Regions from separate parts of the Macaca mulatta genome. Here region 1 is linked to region 2. The links are chromatin contacts, called in public Hi-C maps. All regions are on one chromosome and are shown on one strand. Each heading gives the region's core, a stretch centred on a gene start, on an enhancer-like site or on the middle of the called end of the contact. The rest is flanking DNA. Distances are from core to core; before and after follow the strand shown.

What was found. Hi-C and Micro-C count contacts between places; a contact is called where the count stands out from the background.
Region 1: a Hi-C map of CD4 T cells shows a contact between it and region 2, with 2.6 times the contacts expected there. The contact joins the enhancer-like site here to the promoter of FOXK1 in region 2. A contact is called at or near these places in 5 of 14 Hi-C or Micro-C datasets (CD4 T cells, blood, cortical neurons and 2 more).

Annotation. Positions count from the first base shown.
Region 1 is chr3:38,729,108-38,734,051 of T2T-MMU8v2.0, reverse strand. All of the region lies in intron 2 of FOXK1 (forkhead box K1), which reads right to left. Among named protein-coding and RNA genes, the nearest start is that of AP5Z1, 31 kb to the left of the region's middle. Within about 2 kb of position 1,936, at least 18 of the 40 cell types and tissues checked have an H3K27ac peak or open chromatin away from gene starts, as enhancers often do. A contact at or near this core is called in CD4 T cells and blood, where this site is marked.
Region 2 is chr3:38,663,706-38,669,361 of T2T-MMU8v2.0, reverse strand. It overlaps FOXK1 (forkhead box K1), which reads right to left and starts at 1,767. Exons shown (of 9, transcript XM_015133208.3): 1 at 1,182-1,767. The coding sequence starts at 1,753.

The DNA.
Region 1 (4,944 bases), core at 687-3,186, 65 kb before region 2:
CATTCCGAACTCCCAACACTTTAGCACCAAAGTCACCCCTCGAAGGGATCTAGGCAGGAGGGAAAAATTAAAGGAAGACAGGAAGTCCCAACCTTCCCCTGTGGAGGAAGCAACAGTTACTTCCCCAGAGTTCTCAGCTGGGAAAAGACGTAAGAGGGTGGGGTGGGCTGGGGAGGGGCAGCAGAGCCTACGGGGACAGGGACAGGGAGACAAGGGAAGAGGGACCCTCGTTAGATTTGCAAATGCTGGCACAGCCAGCCCGGATCAGCCACGCAGGATTCCCGCTAGGGGTGACTCACACCTTCACACCACAATCCTCCTGCAGACCTGCTGAAAACACAGGGAAGGCTGCAGCCACAAACTGGTGTTTTTTAATTATTATTTTTTTGAGACAGGGTCTTGCTCTGTTGCCCAGGTTGGAGTGCAGCGGTGACATCATAGTTTGCTGCAGCCTCCAACTGCTGGGCTCAAGTGATCCTCCTGCCTCAGCCTCCCGAGTAGCTGGGTCTATAGGCGTGAGCCACTGCACCTGGCTAATTAAAAGAAATTTTTTTTTTTAGAGATAGGGTCTCACTATGTTGCCCAGACTTGTCTGGAACTCTTGGCCTCAAGCAATCCTCCTGCCTCAGCCTCCCAAAGTGCTGGGATTCCAGGCGTGAGCCACTACGCCCAGCCAACCAGAAACTTTGAAACAGATGAATCACCCTGCAGGAGGGAACCAAAGTTTGTCAGAAAAAGGAGAGTATTTCTAACGTAGATCCAATAACTCCAAACACAAAAGACCTCTAACTTTACAAAACAACATAAACCAAGTTAGGACTGAATGGTATCTAGTAGTAAGGCAGAACTGTGTAAAGATCATGATTAAAACGGAAAGATTTCTGAAGTCAGTTGCTGCATTTCTACTGTATATTTACATACTGCTGACCTTCGCCGAATTGTACAACTTACTTTCATTTTTGATCTCCACGTTGGAGACATCAGGAAAAGCCTTAAGAGAAACAGCTCCTGAAGTACTGCCCTCACGAGCAGAAACAGTCCCTCTCTGTGCAATGTCCTTTCACTGAATTTCAGCAGTTTTCTTCAAACTCTCCCTCTAAGGAACACTTTTTAGACTGGTGTCTGTTTGGTAGAACCTAGAAAATGATTAACTACTTTAATTCTTTCCTTAAATACTTCAATTCCTTCCTAAAAACACTTTTTTTTTTTTTTTTTTGAGATGCATGCTCGCTCTGCCACCCAGTCTGGAGCGCAGTGGTGCGACCTTGGTTCACTGCAACCTCTGCCTCCTAGGTGCAAGCAATTCTCCCGTCTCAGCCTCCCAGGTAGCTTGGATCACACACCTGGCTAATTTTTGTATTTTTAGTAGAGACAGGGTTTCACCATGTTGACCCCAGGCTGGTCTCGAACTCCTGACCTCAGGTGATCTGCCTGCCTCGGCCTCCCAAAGTGCTGGGATTACAGGCCTGAGCCACCCTGCCTGGCCTGTAAAAACTCTTCTTAGCAAAAAGGAAAGAAAGGTCAAACTTCTGCTAAAGATAGCAGAATTTATTTCAAAGAGAGTTCATTCATTTTCTGGGTGGAGTACTTCAGGGCAGAAAAAAATAAATCAGAAAAGAACACACACGTACACACAAAACCACACACCCACACCCACACACCCACCCATCCTGGGAAAAGGAGCAAGGGCCTTCGAGAGCAAAGCAGGAGGAACGGAAAGGAAGGAGGGAGGGTGGGGCGGGGGGCGGGGGCGGGGGCAGCTGATCAGGGAGGCCCCCCAGGAAAAAGCCGCTCCCAAGCCACTCCCGACTCCTGGGAATGAGGGGCTCTGGGCGAGCCCGGCCTACACCAAGGCAGCCACTCCACGGCCAATGAGGACTGGCGAGGCGAATGCACACCAAATTAGGAAGGCAGGCACCGCGGGGGCGGGGCGGCACCGGGAGGGGACAGCCTTGCAGGCAGCCAGCTCTCCAGGCCTGGCCCCGCTCCCACCCCCGGATCTGTTAGGGAGCCAGCCAGAGAGGAGAGTGGGGAGGGGGCAGGGAAGGGCAGGGAGTGTTTGTAAACACGCCGGCTCCACCCTACAGCAGAAACTCAAACTGAAAAGTATCTTGGCAGGCAAAACCTCAAGGGCCTCTGAGGTTTCTAAACACTCAATTGAATTCCACGGTGCTAAGATAAACGGATGTAAACAGAGAGGCTTTTATTGTAACAATGGAAGGCCAAAAAGCCAGACAGCCAGTCCCTAACTTACTACTTTCTCCGCACAGAATTCCCCCTAACGGGAATCCGGTCTTTGCACAGGGCGGTTTCAAAGAACAGGACTGGGCGGAAGGAGGGGAACGGGGTGGCCCCCCACCTTCCCGGCTCCCGCAGCAAGATCAGGGCGGGTGCAGGCCCAGGGAGCTGCTCGCATCGCCCATGGGGACTGGCGGTCACAGGAGGCCGCCACCCAGCTTCTCAGAACAGCTCCAGCCGCAAGAGCTTCAGGTGCTCAGTACGAAATTTCTTCACTCCCAGCTATAAAAAAGAACGAAATCTTGGCCTGGGCAGCAACGCGAGGGAGCTGGAGGCCCTTGTCCCAAGTGAACTCAATCAGAAACAATACCGCACAGCGCCTGTTCTTGCTTATAAGCAGGGGCTGAATGCTGGGTACCCAGGAAGAGGAAGATGGAAACAAGAAACTGGGACTCCAAAGCAGGGAGGCGGGAGAGGGCGAGGGGTGAAAGATGACCTAGGGGGTACGCATTCACCCTTTGGGTAATAGGCACCCTAGAAGCCCAATCCCCAACAGTATGTAATATACCCATGTCACAAACATGCATATGTACCCCCTGAAGCTAAGATAAAATAAACAGTATTTTCTCTGCCCTAGTTTAAAAAACAGGTATCGCTTATTAACTCCTTTGCAAACCACGACCTCTCTTGTCATACAAATGCGACTTTAATGTGCAAATTTGGATTAACACTGGGAAATAGTTTTATTTTTTTAAGCCCCCTCCCGGAGCAAACCAAAACATTTTTCTTTCTTTCAATATGGTGAAACTCCGTCTCCACTAAAAATACAAAAAAAAATTAGCTGGGCTTGGTGGCGTGTGCCTGTAATCCCACCTACTCTCGAGGCTGAGGCAGGGGAATTGCTTGAACCAGGGAGGTGGAGGTTGCAGTGAGCCGAGATCACACCACTGCACTCCAGCCTAGGTGACAGAGCCTAGGTGACAGAGCAAGACTCTGTCTCAAAAAATAAAATAAAAATAAAATAAAAATAAAATAAAATAAAGCTTCTCTTTAGCTGGATTACAACCTGCTGATTAATAACCCACTGCCAGGCTAAGGCAGGGGCGCTGGCCTAGCACTTCCCCAGGAGCCCCGGATCGCTGCCTGGCCTGCTTCTCTCTGGACCTGAGGCCTTTGCTGCCCACCCCAAAAGCAGCAGGAGCAGCCTCTTCTGGGGTGAGCTCCCAGCAGCACATGAGCTGGTCTTGGCCACCGTTTCTACAGTGCCTTTAAGGTGGTATTAGGTAAAGACTTAAGGATATATGCGGTGCTCAACTGCTTCCTTCAGATACAATTCCCGTAACATTCAATTCACCATTTATTCATTTACTTAGAGATGGAGTCTCGCTCTGTCGCCCAGGCTGGAGGGCAGTCGTGCAATCTCAGCTCACTGCAACCTCTGCCTCCTGGGTTCAAGCCATTCTCCTGCCTCTGCCTCCCAAGTAGCTGGGATTACAGGTGTGTGGCACCATGCCCAGCTGATTTTTGTATTTGTAGTAGAGACGGGGTTTCACCATGTTGCTCAGGCTGGTCTCGAACTCCTGGCCTCAAGTGATCTGCCCGCCTTGGCCTCCCACAGTGCTGGGATTACAGGTGTGAGCCACCGCGCCCAGTCAAGTCACCCTTTAAAGTGACTTTTAGGATATTCACAAAATTGAATAACTATCATCACTGTCTACTTCCAGAACATTCTCTCATAAAGCTGTATGAACTAAACAAAATACTGCATGTGCACTGCTCAGCACAGGGCCAGGCGGGCACATACCAGGCTTTCAGTCACTTAGGATTCACCATCATCATCATCCCAGAGGGTCATGACGTCACAGCACTGGCTCCGCAGGCGGGAACCAGGCCCAGGAAGGTGGGGGCTGAAGTGACCGCAAAGAGTCACACACGCGACCATGCCCGGCCTGAGCCCAGGGCCTCGCCTTTCCGCAGCAGCACTGTCCCTGAACTTCTCTCTCCATGAGAGACTCGCCCACCCACTGGCTCTGGAAAAAAGGAGGCCGACTCCAGGCAACTCAAATGGAGATGATTCCCACCTTGTAACTTGTAGGAGGCCACTGGTAACTTGTCAGCAAAGCAGGGTAGAGGAGCTGTGCCCCTGATGGCTCTGTTCCAAGAGAAGCCAGTGTGTAATTCTATCTGTGGACCCTGAAAAGGTGCAGGCCACGTATGGGCTGGTTGTGTTGACTCACACCTGTAACCCCAGCACTTTGGGAGGTGGAGGAGGGAGGATCTCTTGAGCCCAGGGGTTCCAGACAGCTTGGGCAACATAGCAAGACCCTGTCTGTACAAAAGATAAGAAAATTAGCTGGGTGTGGTAGTGCATGCCTGTGCTCCCAGCGACTTGGGAGGCCGAGGTGGGGGGATCGCTTGAGCTCAGGAGCTGGAGGCTGCAGCAAACTATGATTGCGCCACTGCACTCCAGCCTGGGAGACAGAGTGAGACGCTGTCTCTGAAAAACAAACAACAGCCCTCTCTTCTCCTACAGCTGCAAGGGGAAAAAAAGAAAAAAGAAAGCAAAGGTACAGCCGGGGCTCAGCAGAGTGCGCAGGTCAGCAGGGAGGGACTGACGTGGCTGGCCCAGGATTGCCACGGCACTCGCTCCAACAGACCAGCATGCCCAGAATGTGCCTCACAGATGTCCCCGAGGGCCCCTGAGCC
Region 2 (5,656 bases), core at 518-3,017:
AAGGCACCAACAGGCCTGGGCAGCCATCCAGGCCCAGCTGGGTCTCTCTGCCCCGGCGACCTCGGGCCCAGGGGAATCTAATTTGAGCTTGGGGTCCTGCTACTCCATCCCAGGAGCACTCACTGGCGAGGTAAACTGAGGCACAGGCTTCCTGTCCTCTCCTCTCCCTGCCAGGCCTCTGCTCCTTCAGCACAGTCCAAACTACTAGGGAGCTCGCACTTCCCGGAGCAACACCCTTCCCACTGTCCTGGGTGAGTGTGCTGGGGCCCCCCAGGACCCAGACTGGATGGGGTCGGGGTGATCCAAGGGTCCAGACCAGACAGGGTCAGAGGTGGCCACTGGGGTCCAGGACCGCAGGGATCAGGCACTGAGGTGACTTGAGGCCCTGGCTGGTGGGGGTCGGGGGTAGTCCTGAAAACCAGGCCAGGCTGGGGTGACCCTGGAGTTCAAGCTGGTGGGGGTCCGGGGTGACCTGGAAGGGTTGAGGGTGATCCCCAGGCCCAAGAAACAGGGACTGGGGTCAGGGTGACCTCAGTGTCCAGCTGGGCGGAGCTGGGGTGGGAGTGGCCCTGCGAGCCCAGGCTTGTGGGGTTAGTGGTCGGGGTGGCCCGGGGGGGGGGGCCTAGGAAGTGGGGGTCATGGTTGACCTTGCGTGTTTACGCGGGGTGGGGACGTAAACGACCGCAGGGATCTAGGCCAGTAGGAGTTAAGAATGACCACCGAGTCCAGGCCAGTGGGAGCTGGGGGACAGCAGGGATCTGGGTCAGGGGTGACCTAAGAAGCCCAGCCAGGTGGGCTTGGGGTAGGGGTGGCTCCAGGAGCCCAGGCCGGTGGGAGATGAGGTCAGGGGTGACCCCAGGAGCCGCGAAGTGTGGGTAGGGGTTGACCCGAGTACAGGCCGGTGGAGGTCGGGAGCGACGGGGTGTCCAGGCCGGCGAAAGTGGAGGAGAATCCTCAGGCCGGAGGGTCCAGAATTGGGGTCTAGGTGACCCCAGGGACCCAGGAGGCGGGGGTCGGGGTTGACCCCGGGGTCCAGGCCGGTCGGGGGTTAACGGGGGTGGCTGGGGGTGGTGGGGGCTCAGGCCAGGTAGGCTGTAGGGGGATCCCCAGGTCTGGGCCTCAGAGATCGAGGTCGGGGGTGAGCCCCGGGTGCGGGCGGCGGGGGTCGCGGGGGCACTCACTGCTTGGGCAGCTGCAAGGCGGGCGCGCCGCGCCGCTGGAAGGCCCCGTCCACGAAGACGCCGTTCTTGCCGAGGCAGCGCAGGTAGAAGTGCGGCTCCTGGAAGCTGAGCTGCAGGTGGCGCCGCGAGATGAAGCTGGACAGGCCCATGTTCAAGTCCACCGAGCCCTGCGACGAGTTGCGGCCGATGGTGACGCTGGGCTGGCGCATGAGGAACTCGAACTCGCGGCCCTCCAGCCGCGCCAGCGCCGGCCCCGGGCTCTGCCGCACCGAGGCGGCCGCCGCGGCCACCAGGGCCGGCGCCGCGCCCGCGCCCCCGGAGTCTCCGGATACCCCGGAGGAGCCCCCGGAGGAGCCCCCGGAGGAGCCCGCGCCCGCGATCGCGCCGGGAGGCAGCGGCGGCGGCGGCGGCAGCGGCGGCCCAGGCGGAGGCTGGGGCTGCGCTGGGGCCGGCGGGGGCGCGGCCGCGGGGAAGGCGGCGGCGGCGGCTGCGGCGCACAGCACGGGGCTGCAGGGCGCCGAGCGCAGCGCGAGCAGGGCGCGGGCGCCGCTGTCCTCGCCGACTTCGGCCATGTTCGCGCGGCTCCGAGCGGCCTCCGGCGGCGGCGGCTGCAGCGGCGGCGCGGGGGGCGGGGAGGCCGGGGCGCTGGGCGGGCGCGGAAACCCGGACCAGATCGCGCCGGCGCGGAGCGGAGCCTCCCAGCCCACCGTGCGCCTCGCCGGCCCGCCGGTCCCGCCCAGCGCAGCCCACGCGGCGCGCGCCAGCTGGGGGCCGGGGGCGAGGCCTGTGCTGGCAGGGCTGGGGGGGTCCCCCGGAGAGCTGGACCCGGCGCACCTAGCCCCCTGCCCGCGGGGCTGCAGCCGGTGGACGCCCTTTCCTCCATGGGGGGAACAGGGGACCCTTGAAATGCCCATCTGGAAAGTTTTGAGCCTGGGTCACTGGAGAAAGGAACAGATGACCTCAGCTGTGTCTCCGCCCCAGCCACTCCAGCCCCCCAACCCTAAAGTGTAAGATAGATAGAAGATAAAATATGTGTGTATTATATATAATACATATGTTTATATTTTAATCTCGCTCTGTCGCCCAGGCTGGAGTGTAGTGGCACAATCATAACTCACTGCAACTTCCACCTCCTGTGCTCAAGGGACCCTCCTGCCTCTGCCTGCCAAGTGCCACCATGCCCAGCTAATTTTTTTACTTTTTATAGAGACAGGGTCTTGCTATGTTGGCCAGGCTGGTCTCAAACTCCTGATCTCAAGAGATCTATCTATCTCGACCTCCCAAGGCGCTGGGATTACCCGTGTGAGCCACAGTGCCAGGCCTGATCATTCTTAAACCCTCAGATTAAAGGTCATCATACTTTACTGTAACTGAAGACCACTTGAGATGGATACCTGAATCCCTGATCCCTTCTTTCCTTCCTTCTTTCCTTCCTTCCCTCCCTCCTTCCTTCCCTCCTTCCTTCCTTCCCTCCCTCCCTCACTCTCTCCCTCCCTCTCTCCCTCCCTCGCTCTCTCCCTCCCTCCTTTCTTTTCTTTTTTTTTTTTTTTTTTTTTTTTTGAGATGGAGTCTGGCTCTGTCGCCCAGGCTGGAGTGCAGTGGCCGGATCTCAGCTCACTACAAGCTCCGCCTCCCGGGTTTACGCCATTCTCCTGCCTCAGCCTCCCGAGTAGCTGGGACTACAGGCGCCCGCCACCTCGCCCGGCTAGTTTTTTTTTTTTTGTATGTTTTAGTAGAGACGGGGTTTCACCGGGTTAGCCAGGATGGTCTCGATCTCCTGACCTCGTGATCCGCCCGTCTCGGCCTCCCAAAGTGCTGGGATTACAGGCTTGAGCCACCGTGCCTGGCCTCTTTTCTTTTTTTATTACTTTCCTTTCCTTTCCTTTTTTTCTCTCTCTTTCTTTCTTTCTTTCTTTCTTTCTTTCTCTCTTTCTCTCTTTCTCTCTTTCCCTCCCTCCCTCCCTTCCTTCTCTCTCTCTCTCTCTTTCTTGTCTTTTTCTTTTGAGACAGGGTCTCACTCTGTCACCCAGGCTGGAGTGCAGTGGCGCAGTCATAGCTCACTGCAGCTCGACCTCCCAGACTCAGGTGATTTTCCCACCTCACCCTCCCAAGTAGCTGGGACTATGAGCCACCATGCCCAACTAATTTTTAATTTTTAAGTTTTCTCTTTTTTTTTAATTTTGAGACAGAGTCTTACTCTGTCATTCAGGCTGGAGTGCAATGGTGCAGTCTTGGCTCACTGCAACCTCTGCCTCCCGGGTCCAAGCGATTTTCCTGCCTCAGCCTCCCAAGTGTCTGGGATTATAGGCATCTGCCACCACACCCAGCTAATTTTTGTATTTTTAGTAGAGATGGAGTTTCACCATGTTGGTGAGGCTGGTCTTGAACTCCTGACCTCAGGTGATCCACCCACCTCGACCTCCCAAAGTGCTGGGATTGCAGGCGTGAACCACCTCGCCCGGCCTTTTTAAATTTTGTATAGTGACAGGGTCTCGTTATATTGCCCAAGCTGGTCTCCAACTCCAGGGCTCAAGCAGTCTCCCACCTCAGCCTCCCAAAATGCTGGGTTACAGGCGTGAGCCACCGCGCCCAGCCTAGCTCTCTTTCTTTTTAGAGCCCTTCATTCACTCATTCGATATGCTAGATCCAGGCAAGACAGATCTGAGAGAATGCCCCAGAGAGAAATGTTAGCTGAAAACAGGGAGTGGCAAACGTGGGCATCACTGGGATCCCTTTGGGACTTCAGTAGCCTGGTCCTCCATTGCCAATTCAGATCCCCCTAAAAAGGCGGTGCAGTTTCCACATTTCCCTCATTTATGAATTATTAAGGGTGGGAAAGGAGACACAGTTCCCACCCTGATGGAGATTATAGTCGAGGGGGAGATGCAGATATTAAATCAAAGACACATCTAGTAAAAGTAAAATCAAGTCACAGCTATGATACATCCAGTGATGGACTAGTGCATGGTGATGTGCGAGTATAGACGAGAGACTGGGCCTAAGGCAGGAGCTTCCCTGCCCCGCACACACCGTGCTCCAATCTGGGGCTGAAATAGGTATTAATCTCATCTCTCAGTCTTGAATATGTGCATGCAAACAGAGGTAAGTGGGAGGCAAGGAAAGCATTTTTTTTTCTTTTTTTTTTTTTTTTTTGAGACAGAGTCCCCCTCAGTAGCCCAGGCTGGAGTGCAGTGGCGCGATCTCGGCTCACTGCAACCTCCGCCTCCCGGGTTCAAGCGAGTCTTCTGCCTCAGCCTCCTGAGTAGCTGGGACTACAGGTGTGCACCACCACACCCGGCTAATTTTTGTATGTTTAGTAGAGATAGGGTTTCACCATGTTTGCCAGGATAGTCTTGATCTCTTGACCTCATGATCCGCCTGCCTCGGACTCCCAAAGTGCTGGGATTACAGGCACTTTGGCGTGAGCCACGGTGGCCAGCCAAGGAACGCATTTTTAGCAGGAGCAGTAACTAGAGTACCTGCTTGATTGAGGTGGGGAGGATGGTAAACAGAGTCGGGGGCTCCTCCCTGAGGTCTAAGGGATGCCTGATTAGAGAAGTGGCAAGGGACTGTGAGGGCAGTGCCCCTGCCAGGAAACTGTGTGTGATAAAGAAGGAAGTATGGGACATGGAGGGGTAGGCAGGTGGCCACTGTGTGTGGAACCGAGTGGCCATGTTCAACTGAACCAGGTTAGGCTAAGGAGGGAAGAAGGGCCGAGATGGGTCCTATAGGATCTGGGGCTGATCCTAGAGTAGTGGGAAGCCACTGAGGGGCTTTAAGTGCAAGACGGCAGGCACACTGACGTGCAGTATCTGAAATGCAATCATACCCGCTGCCATGGGGATCCTGAACCTGAAATAGGCCAGAATGACGGCGGAGGTTCCTTAGGAAGCAGGAGACCAGCAAGAGAAGCGAAAGGAGAGAGGTGCAGAGAAGCAAAAGGATGCAGGAGATATTGATCTCCTGCAAAGGCATTTACACACACACTGTTGGTGGGAATGGAAGATGGGGTAGCCTCTGTGGGAAACATCATGGAGGGTCCTCAAAAAGTTAAAACTAGGCAGGGTGCAGTGGCTCACACCTGTAATCCCAGCATTTTGAGAGGCTGAGGTGGGTGATCACCTGAGGTCAGGAGTTTCAGACCAGCCTGGCCAACACGGTGAAACCCTGTCACTACCAAAATACAAAACAAAAAAAAATACCCGGGGTGTGGTGGTGTGCACCTGTCCCAGCTACTCAGGAGGCTGAGGCATGAGGATTGCTTGAACCTGGGAGGCAGAGGTTGCAGTGAACCGAGATCGCGCTACTGCGCTTCAGTCTGGGTGATAGAGCGAAGTTCTGTCTCAATAAATAAACAAATAAATAAATAAATAAACTAGAGTTCCCATAAGATGCAATGCAGACTTCCACTTCTGGGTTTATACCCCAAAGAACTGCAAGCAGGGTCTTGAAGAGACACTTGCGTGCTATGCTCA